3 separate regions of the Mus musculus genome follow, and regions 2 and 3 are each linked to region 1. A link is a contact called in public promoter capture Hi-C data. All regions are on one chromosome and are shown on one strand. The core of a region is the stretch at or near the end of the contact, and the rest is flanking DNA. Distances in the headings are between cores, read along the strand shown. Region 1 holds the start of Ptx3 (pentraxin related gene). Region 2 holds the start of Smc4 (structural maintenance of chromosomes 4). Region 3 holds the start of Vmn2r1 (vomeronasal 2, receptor 1).

What was found. Promoter capture Hi-C pulls out the DNA fragments that hold promoters and counts their contacts.
Region 2: a promoter capture Hi-C map of liver shows a contact between it and region 1, with 5 times the contacts expected there. The contact joins the promoter of Smc4 here to the promoter of Ptx3 in region 1. A contact is called at or near these places in 2 of 39 promoter capture datasets (the 3T3-L1 cell line and liver).
Region 3: a promoter capture Hi-C map of hippocampal neurons shows a contact between it and region 1, with 9 times the contacts expected there. The contact joins the promoter of Vmn2r1 here to the promoter of Ptx3 in region 1. A contact is called at or near these places in 2 of 39 promoter capture datasets (hippocampal neurons and pre-B cells).

The regions. Positions count from the first base shown.
Region 1 is chr3:66,218,192-66,221,781 of GRCm38.p6, reverse strand. Ptx3 (pentraxin related gene) reads right to left here and starts at 1,895. Exons shown (of 3, transcript NM_008987.3): 1 at 1,591-1,895; 2 at 731-1,132. The coding sequence starts at 1,720. All of the region lies in intron 4 of Veph1 (ventricular zone expressed PH domain-containing 1), which reads left to right.
Region 2 is chr3:69,003,072-69,006,661 of GRCm38.p6, reverse strand. Smc4 (structural maintenance of chromosomes 4) reads right to left here and starts at 1,924. Exons shown (of 24, transcript NM_133786.4): 1 at 1,572-1,924; 2 at 449-586. The coding sequence starts at 581. It overlaps Ift80 (intraflagellar transport 80), which reads left to right and starts at 2,092. Exons shown (of 20, transcript NM_026641.2): 1 at 2,092-2,230.
Region 3 is chr3:64,079,788-64,083,377 of GRCm38.p6, reverse strand. Vmn2r1 (vomeronasal 2, receptor 1) reads right to left here and starts at 1,736. Exons shown (of 6, transcript NM_019918.2): 1 at 1,501-1,736. The coding sequence starts at 1,736.

The sequences.
Region 1 (3,590 bases), core at 646-3,145:
GGCTCCAATGTTCTTCCTGTTTTGTTAGCTTTTAAGAGTATACCAAAGGGGCCCTCATCAGTTGGGAGTTTTATGGAGTTCATGTGGGGCTTTGACAAGTTGCACAGTCTGAATAGTCCCTTTCTTGTGTGGTCCTGGGGGACTGGATAAAGCCGTCATCTACTCCCTCTGACTCCTGCGCCTGACTTTATAAAGCATGCCCCCCTTGACCTTCACTGTGGAACTAAACTGGGATGAGGGAACCCTGAAGGGATTCTGCTGAGTCTGCAGGAGATCCAATTAGGCTCCAGTCAACTCAGAAGGAGCAGAGGGGGAGGAGTCGGCCAAGGGGCTGGGAAAGTCGCTGAAGTTAGCCAGGGCCCTGAAATAGTCGGAGGAAACAGGAGCTGGCCTAAAGAAAGTGACGGGATAAAATTAGAAGACTTGGAAATCCCTAACGGAGGGACTCGGGGCAGCGAGGAGGGTCACTGTTAAACACCTGCCAATGGACTCCTTCAATATCTGGTCGGATCCGGTATCAGGAACCTCTGACGTCAACTTCCAGACTGATGGTTTAAATCCTCGTTTTTTTCTTTTGGGTTCCTCGGGCTTGGAAATACTTTTAAAAGGCAATGAGCCTGCCTGGCGTGGTGTGAGCTCTGTGAGTGTGCCTATGAAAAGTACTGGGGCTCTGAGTGTGAGGGTCCCCACAAAAGCTTGCCTCTAGGGACAGAGCCGACCGTGGGCTTACCTGCGGGCAGCCAGTGGCGGGCGACCCAGCTCTGCACGGCGCTCAGGTCGGCGCGCGTCCGCCGCAGTTCCTCCAGCACAGCGCCTAGGCCAGGCACTGTCGCCTCGGGTCGCCGCGCCTCCGCGTCCTCCAGGCGCGCCAGCCTGAGGCTCGCGTCACGGCTCTCCTGCAGCAGCGGCTCCAGCGCCCGCACCAGCCTGGCGTCTGCGGGGCCACCGGCTGCGCACGGCCTCGCCATGCCGCCCGCCAGCCGCCCCAGCTCTGCCCGCAGCCGCTGCAGCTCTCCACGGAGGACGTCGTCGGTGGCCTGCAACAGCATGCCCTCCCGCATCTGCGAGTTCTCCAGCATGATGAACAGCTTGTCCCACTCCGAGTGCTCCTGGCGGCAGTCGCATGGCGTGGCTAGAACGCAGGACACACACAAGTGTTATCAGCTTGTCCTGGGTGGCCATGGGTTGCACTCTTGGTGACTCCAAGTTTCAGCCTGTCCCCAGCAACCGCTCTCCTTCTAAGGATAGCTCTGAAAACAGCGTGCGTGTAAACTCAAAGATGACACAGGACTATTCTTTATAGGACATGTTAAACTAACTGAGAAAATGCCATTAATATAGCTAAAAACAGTTAAAGATTTCGTATAACTTAACTCATCATAAATGTTACAAAAATAATTTAAAACCTCTGGCTTTTCTCAGATAGTCCTTGCTTTCTTGCTTTCCTTTTTTCCCCCAGTCCTTGCTTTCACAAATAAAGTATAATTTTAGCTTGCTTCATTGGCTATCTATGTTAATTATGTTAATCGCGCCCCCCAAAAAGTGAGTTATGTAGTTTTGATACGCTGAGAGAGTTAAAAATGAACTTACGGTCCTCGGTGGGATGAAGTCCATTGTCTATTTCGTTGTCCAAATTCACATACATGAGCTCGTAGTCATCCGAGGTCTCAGCCACTACTGCAGACCAGAGAGCACAAAGCAGGATCGCAGGGAGGTGCATTGCTGGAGAGGCGAAATTTGCTTCGCAGCCGCAGGGGAAGAAGCGAGACTCTACAGTGATCCGAGTTTGAGCCCGGGAGAGATAGTGTGAGGCAGGAGTGAAGCCCTTAATAAACGCTCCAAAGCATGAGCGGGATGAATGACTAATGTCGGTGGCACAGCGCGAGGGAGTTCCCCTGGATTTGGGGGAGGGGGTTGGGTGGGAGGGCAAGGGAGCTGAAGAGGTTGCACAATGTTAAACCACCGAGGTCCACACTGCAGGCAGATTAATTAGAGGCGAGTCAGGGGGAGAAGGGGAGGGAAGCTGGACTTTTCTGGTGCCCCTGAGGATTAGTTGCTGTAACCTGAAGTGCTAGCGCTTTGGGGGGTGAGGAGCACAGAGGTACAGGGCGAATTATCATTTTGGCATTTGGTGTGAGCTTTCATTACTCCACAACCCCTGAAGTTATGGAAAACTTTTTTTTTTCACTTTTCCTTTGGATACTTTCTCAAGACCAAGCTATAGAAAATGATTCCGTGACTCCAAAATAACCCATTAAGAATTTTTATGACTCTAGAAGTCAATCTTGACTAACTAGTCTTGACTCCTCTGGTGGAGCAACTAAAAAACACAGTATGGCTGGGTCAAAACCCAGTAAAACAGGAAAGTGAGGGCGGGAATATAGTGGCTTTAGGTGCTTGGGTATTCTTGACATATCCTATCAAGGTCCTGTTTTAAATTTACATTAGTGACTGTGTGTGTGTGTGTGTGTGTGTGTGTGTGTGTGTGTGTGTAAAACCTGCCCCCTCCCCCAGTGCAAAGTACCTAGATAGGTGTTGATAAGTCATAATAATAGTGATAAAAAATTAAAACATTTGAATAAACTCCAAATAAAGCAAGATCTAAAAAACTACACAGATCTAGAGGGAACCACTCCCAGAGGATACCCCTGAGCTGATACAAGTCTCCAATATACAAAGGAGATGGAGGGGGAGGGTTACCAGTCACATCCTGATCATGATGGCAGGGCTACTACCCTCAGGCCAGGCCTCTCAGAAGGCTGCCTCTTGGATTTCCATAGGTAAATTCCTCTGCTCCTGACAGAGACTCATGAGTGGCTTTCCTGGCCTGAGTGCCCTCACGCATCTGGAATGCACATGCATGTACCATCCACCACAATAAAAATGAATCCACAGTTAAACATAGCTAGACACGGAGGGAACAGGGCATCATAAGCATGAATCAACACAAAGTCAAAAGGCATCAGGCCCCTGCTCAAGAGCTTCACTTATTTGAGATCACGGCTAAAGACAGGGTATGTTTGAAACCGTTAAAGCCATCAGAAAGCGATGGCAATATGAGACAATACGATATTGTTTAAAGGGCAGTGTGGAGCCACAGCTTTGTAAGGTGCTTTTCTCCTAAGGCTGTGGGCTCGAGTTCAGTTTCTAGAGTCCACATTAAGAAACCTGATGTGGTGCTGTGAGGTCCTAATGCCAGTACAGAGAGCCTCTGGGATCCCTGGCTAAACAGCTAAGCCTATTGGGCAAGTTAAGGCCCACGAGAGACCCTGTCTGAAAAAGCAATGTGGAAGAACTGGATAAAAATGCTTACTGTTCTTTCAATGTCTGTGGATTGTAGCATAGTTACCTGTACTGTATGGCTAATGTCCAATTACAAATGAGCACATACCATGTGTGTCTTTCTGGGCCTGGGTTACCTCACTCAGGATGATCTTTTCTAGTTCCATCCATTTGCCTGCAAATTTCACGATGTCTTTGTTTTTAATAGCTGAGTAATATCGCATTGTGTAAATGTACCACACTTGATCCATTCTTCAGTTGATGGACACCTGAGTTGTTTCTAGTTTCTGACTATTACAAATAAGGCT
Region 2 (3,590 bases), core at 675-3,174, 2.8 Mb before region 1:
CCACAATGGGATGCTCGAGGTTCATGCCCTCCAGGGGCACCTGCACTCATGTACATATGCCCGCGTCACCCAACACTGACACACTTTATAAAGTAAAAATTAGTATTGCGCCCCAAAAGACAATCCAACAGTAAAGGGCGAGTCACGCAACTCCACATCACATTCACTCCAGTCTAAGGGCGCAGAGGCGCTCAGCACCCATGCCGCTTTCAGCGGAAATATGAGAAAGAGGTCAGTACTACTCTAAAACACAGAAACTCACAACGCAAGTTTTCCGCTCACTCTCATATCTTCCAGAACCGTTAGAGCAAACTGCATGGAATTCCTCTGAAAACCAAAGAACGGCTTTCCGGAGCTTCCCAAATCAACCTGTCGTCGCCTGCGCCCCGCCACCCTCAGAGGGTCTCCACAGGCTTCCGACGCACGGGGATCCCGACCTGTCACTCACTTGCGGGTGCAGCGCTCTCCGCTTCGCCGGCCGGTTGCTCCATCTCTTCGTCGCTGTGGGCACCGTCCTGGGAGGGCGGCGGCCCTTCCTCCTGGTGGCAGGCAGTGGAGGGCTTGGTGCCCTTACGCCGCATGGTGGCTGCGGCAGAAGAGTCCCGAGTCAGGTCGGCCCGCAGCTCGCCGCTCAGGCCCCGCAGCAGCAGGACGGGCTCCGCCCAGGACCCACCCCGCCACCGCGTTCCCCAACGCCGCTAGCCAGTAGCGGGTCCCTAGGAAAGTGGCTACTAGGAACCCAGCAGTGGCAACCGGGCGGGACGGGTTTTCCCACGCCCCAGCTACGTGGGGAAACATAGCCGCGCCTGCCATCGCGCCCAGGACGGAGGAATTCGCTCAGGCCACCCCCGCCCCTGTGGAACCATCTCATAAGAGAAGGACGTCTGCTGACAAGTCTCCTCCCGTCGGGGCTGGGGAGTGAATGTGCTCGGAATCGGGGAGGGAGGGAGAGAGGTACAGAGTGGGAGAGAGAGAGAGAGACAAGTTCGTCCAGCTTCGGGGCTGCGTGGCTACTCTCCAGAGCAGCAGCGCCTGCCTGCCCGGGCGACTTGTCAACCCCCTCCCTTCTCCCCGCCATTTAGGTCCTGACGCCCGGACGGCCCTCGGAGAAGTCCAGGTCTCTTTTCCTCATCGCCCCAGCGGAGAGGATGGCCGAAGCCGGAGTCACCCGCCACACACTGCTGAACTGGACTCTGGCAGCGTCTGCTTGGGTTGGGTCACTTTCCGGGATAGTAGGGGGTCTAACCCTCCCGGGTCCGGGGCGGAGTCCCGATGGACGACAGTGTAAGCCATGCCAAGTGCCCAGGAGAGGCTCTGAGTGGGGCTGCAGTCCCCTTAGGAGACAGGACGGATCGGCCTGGGGGAGGGGACGCTCTGGCCGAGCCAGGCTCGCTGCCTCCCCCAGGAAGAGGCGCCGGAGCCGCCGCCCGGCCGCCGAGGGGGAGGGGTGACAGGCACGGGAGCTCGCCGAGCCGCCTCCGCCGCTCCAGCTCCAGGCCTTGGGGTTGCGGGCGCCCGCGGGGCAGGGAGGAGAAAGTGTGACAACCTGATCTAGAAGAGAAGGACTTCACCTGTCGGCGGGTCCACTCCGAGCCGGGCTGAAATGGTGGCACGGCCGACCCCCCGCCTCGCTCCTCCCGGTGTCTCGGCTCCGGGTCCTTCACTCGAAAATGGCGCCTAAAATCCAAACTCGAACGGAAATTCGTTACAAACGCGCGCAAGGGTTTCTGGGACCCGCGAATTTGAAAAAAAGTGCGGCGAGTCCCACCGCCATCTTCGGGCCGTTCGGGCGCATGCGCGGGCTCTACCCCAGGGACCGTGGCGCCGAGGGCCAAGTTACGACTGGGAAGGGAGAGCAAGCAGGGCTACGTCCTTTCTGTGGACTTTAACAGAAATGAGAGTTTCGCACTTCTAGAACGACAGCATTTGAAAAACTGGAGGAATTTGAAAAAGAAGGAAAAAAAACAAAACAAAACAAGCAGGGTCCCGCCTACAATTGTAGGCGGGTCCAAGTTGCCCAATAACACCTTCCAGGGAGAGGGCGGGCTCGGTTAGGGGCGGGGTCAAGAGCCCGCTCGGGTGACTGGCACCTAGCAAGTATCGCGGGAACATGGCAGGGGGAAACGCTCGCAGCGCTTAGAAATCACTATGGTGACGGAAAGGTCGGGAGGCTATTTGGTAACTAGTTCGAGCTCTGAGAGCAGTCGCCACCGCTTTCCTGGAACTTGAGGTAAATTTCTTCATCTCCAGAGCCTTTGAAGAAAGGGCTTGGAAGCGGTAGCGGTCATTAAGACCTAGCTTCTCTTGGTTAGATGGGATGAGCTTTGCGGGAGCATCAGTTATTTTCCATCTTCTTCCAGCCACCAGGGTGTTGATCTTGGGATGTGGAGTTTACAGGTAAAGCGAGGAAACCGGGATTATTGAGTTAACCTTGTAGTCCATTTATGAATAACAATGATTTTTGAACTATTTTGTGTAAGTGACACTACTGAAAGGTGTTGAGTTTAAATAACCATTTGGCCAGCAGGGCTCCTAGTGGGAGAAAGGATTCGCTGGTGATAACTAGTTACCGTTATGGGGGAATTAGTTCATAAGTAGCATTTGTCTTTGTTACACAGTGAAAGGAATAGCAAGGGTTGTTAAATGGATGCGGCAATTCCTAATCCCGAGCGGTTTAGTTTCCTTAATGGGCTTTTAACCTGAGTTTGAGGATAATGATGGTTGGGACAGAGTTTCTGACTCTCCGAAAATTGTATACCAAGTTTTGTGTGTTTTGGCATTGTTTTCCTGAATGTTTAGTGACCCTATAATTTTGAAAAACGGTCTGTATCACTCATCCTCCCCAATGTTAAAGAACCGCTGATTAATTTCGCTGCCCCCAGTAAGTATTTATACAGCAACTTTTAAATTGAGAGCTGTTAGCCTTTCTCTTTTTTTTTCCTCAACCTATTTAGGGTTTGGCATTTTAGAGCACCAATAAACCTTTTTTTTTTAAAAAAAAAGATTTATTTATTATTATAATCTAAGTATACTATAGCTGTCTTCAGGTGCACCAGAAAAGGGTGTCAGATCTCATTACAGATGGTTGTGAGCTACCATGTGGTTGCTGGGATTTGAACTCAGGACCTTCAGAGAAGAGCAGTCAGTGCTCTTAACCACTACTGAGCCATCTCTCCAGCCCACCAACCTTTAATGAATGAATTTACATTGTTCTAAAATATATTATGGCTTTGAGATGCCTAACACTTAGATTCAGTGATTCTCAGGAAGTGCTGGAGAGGACTACAAGTGTGGGAGTCTGGAGGAGTTTGGAGATTGGTGTGGTTTGAATAAACGTTTGCTAATATAATAATGTACCTTTATATTTCTAGTTGAAAATAAATTGTCTTCATAAAATAAATGTCACCATGAAGCTCAATGAATATTTTTTGGGGGGGGTATGGAGGACTAGTAGGAGTACCAAGAGGATAAAGGGATTCTTTTTAGGGGCTTCTGGAGTATTTTGTATTTTCAGAGGTTCTAAAATACAACAAAGCTGAGCGGAAGAGATACCTGCTATGAAAGAAGTAGACTGGGCCAGGGGAGATGTG
Region 3 (3,590 bases), core at 487-2,986, 2.1 Mb after region 1:
TTGGTGAAAAATACACATAAAGATCTAATTTTAAAGAAATGTATTTTTTAACATTATAAGACCAAGATGTAGCTACTCAAATCCTAATTTCAATAATTAAACAAATTCTAAATAATCCTAACTAGGGAATTATCTTAAATAGAATATATTTACTTCTCTCCACTTCTTCAACTATAATGTAATAAGACATTATTTCTAAGGAAGTGAAAAATGATATTTTGAAATCTATGTAGTAGCCTTTACAGTCTAACATTGCTGGGAAAGAAATTTTCAGAAGTTCCAATGCAGGGCGTAGAACAAATGAAATAATCCCTTTCCTAAACTATCAATGTGTTACATTTCGATGTGCTCTAAGTTCTCATTTCCAGTTGTTTGGAATTAAAGAGGTAAAAACTCCAGTGGTAAATAATACTTGGCTCTACAGTAATCTAGTTGTAAGTAAAGCCTTACATATATCTTCCTCCTCCATTGCCTCTGCTTCACTGTAAGAATGAGAAACAGTCATAGAATTAAGGGCAGAATTCTTCATGAAACTTTGTATTTTCTGAAGATGTACAGATGATTAGCACCCTTCACACAAGGACATCTCAAATATGGAGCATGAAACATATCAAAGGAAAGTTGTGATTGGTGAAATGTGAGCTAGCAGAAACTGCTAAATATACAGTGTGCACTGACAACAGTAATGGCCATGAAGCTTCAGGGATATGCCTGCTGTGTTAGGTCACATTTCCAGCTAAAACTGTGTTTGTGTTACAGTTACAACTATTTAAAGGCGTGTGTGTGTATGTGTGTGTGTGTGTGTGTGTATGTGTGTGTGTATGAATATAAGAATATGACTATATATACATATATATGAATACAAGAGATAATACAGAGAGAAAAAACATTGCTTTCTAATAACAATAAACTTATTGATAATTTGCTTTGCTTTCATTAATTTGTGGCATTCTTGTGTGTGTGTGTGTGTGTGTGTGTGTGTGTGTGTGTGTGTGTGGTGTACAGATAGTTGTCCTATCCATGCTTTGCATTTCCCACAACAGATTACTGGCAAATTCTAGTATCAGGCATGGATCTTATTTTCTGAAGTGGCAATGTGGAGACACAACACTGGGCAACAACCTGCCAGGGTAGGTCTTGCTCAGATAAATCAGTGCTCCCCTGCAGTGTGCTTCTCTTAAAAAGAGTTTTAGTCTCTGCTATTAAACAATAAAGTTCAATGCTACATTATTCTGCATAACAGGTTTCAGAAGAACAGCTTCTGAAACCCCAGTACATTCATGAAGCAACAGGAGTCTTCTAAAAACAGATTCTGATTCTGCAAGTCTGAGTAGCAGCCCTTAACTGTACATGCCTAGCAACCTCTTAGCTGCTGCTGCACCACAGAGCACTCTGTGAGGAGCAAATGTTCTGTACAGCATCAAGACTCCAGCTGGAGACACAAGCCCCTGCTCACCAGTTCGCCCACCACCTGAATTGACAAGAAAGAAGATGGCTTACCCTTCACACATGGGTGATACCGGCTCCAAAATAGCTTCATCTACTGGGATGATTCTGGAGTGGATAGGAAACAGTCCTGCAATAACAAGTGAATGATTTTTGGCATCTACATATCCAGACAAATTAAACTTGGCCATCAATCTGCATTGTACTTCCTCTGTTTTGTTTTGAGCACCCAATACAGCCCACAAAAATGCAAGAAATCCTAAAGCTAAGCTTATCTGTCTGCTGGCCATTTTAATAAAGCGAGTTTTAAGAAACTGACTAGTGTGGAAATCACACACGTTTTAGTGAAGCGCCTTGATTGAGTGGAAATGTGTGTGTCCCAGTGGACTTGGCTTGTCACTACTTGCTACATAATTTTCATGTCTCAATCAGGGGCCTTGAAATCACTTGCAATTTGTGGATCTGGACTGGGAGCCGAGTAACCCTTTGAGAACAAACTTCAGAAAATCCCCATATGCTTTGAAACAATAAATAATAAAAATGTGGATTCTAAGTTTAAAACTCATTTTAATTTGTAGAAACTATCCTTCTTGTTTAGAATTGAGTCTCACTACATGTAAATCCATGGTCTTCAAAGGTAAGGGACAGTATCCTGCTTCATCATAAAGTATCAAAAGAGGTGACAGCTCTCTCATTACCTCATTGATGAGTAGGATACTAACAAAATACCCTAGAAAAAATACTGTAAGGCCCGTATATATTTAATGAACTGTTTCACACATACCATTTTTGTTATACTTTAATAACAGACCAACTACTACTCTCAGAATACACTCTATAGTTTCAGGCTTATATCTCTAGTCGCTTCTAAAAAATTCTTCCTCACTTCCTTTCTTCCTTCCTCCTTCCCTCCAATCTCTCCACTCTCTTCCTTCCCTCCTCCATCCTCTCCCTCTCCCTCTCCCTCTCCCTCTCCCTCTCCCTCTCCCTCTCCCTCTCTCTCTCCCTCTCCTCCTCCTCCCCCCCTCCACTCCCCTCCCCTTTGTCCACTCTCCCTTCTCATCTCTAACCTCACCACACCCCCATGCTAGTGCTGAGCCACACGTCTAATCCATGTGCTTCCTTTCTTACTAGACTCACCTCTAAGACAAACCTCACTTAGAAGATCAATCTACTGTTCTTTCAGTCCTCTCCAGTTGCCCTCTCATCCCCATTTCAAACACCTTTCCTTGGAGTATAAAATTCATAATATTTTCAGAAAACAGCCCAGCCAACATATTAGATCTTGATATCAGTGTAGACCCTTTTATCTTGCACCTTGCCACCAAAACCTTTTTCTCACAAAAGCAATAGAAACCTACCAAAAATTGATGTACACTGGAAGTGAATACAGCTTTCATTGTCATCCTAAGACATAGAATAAGCAAAAAGTACAAAATAAGGCAATTTTGAGTTATTTATGGTTTAGTCACATTATGGAATGCAAAGCCTTTTAGGTCTTATTCTTAAGAACAAAAATATACATAGGCAGCTGGAGAGATGGGTCAGTAGTTAAGAATACACACAGTGCTCTTGCAGAGGACTTGGGTAAAGGTCCCAGTACCCACATTGAGTGTCTTACAACAGTTTTCAGTTTTAGTTCCAAGGGAGCTGACACCCTCTTCTGGCTTAGCTGGCATCTATATGCACAGGACCCACATAGTTTGCATATAGGAAAACACATATTCACTATTAATTTTTAATTAACCTTTAAAAATACAAGAGAAAATCTCACAGTGTACATAAAGTTAGCACAATGGAATTATATTCTAAGGTTGTAGAATTTACCAGTAAATTGTAACTCTTTTACCTATGTATTTCCTTCTTAAAATTAAGACAAAACTGCCAAATACAAATCAGAAGAAACATAACATCCCCCTTGTCATTCTACTTTAACAGACCAATCATTTTCATGATACCATGCTCATTTATAGTCCCAGTCAGTACTCATGTAGTATTATTAAGTTACTGTGTGTGGGTTTTAACTTTCCCCTTTATATACTTTCCTATTCAAACTCAAGAGTGTGGGACTGGGGAGATGCTTCAGTGGTTAAAGCTATTGTTCTGAAATTAGGTGTACTGGCTAGTTTTGTGTCAACTTGACA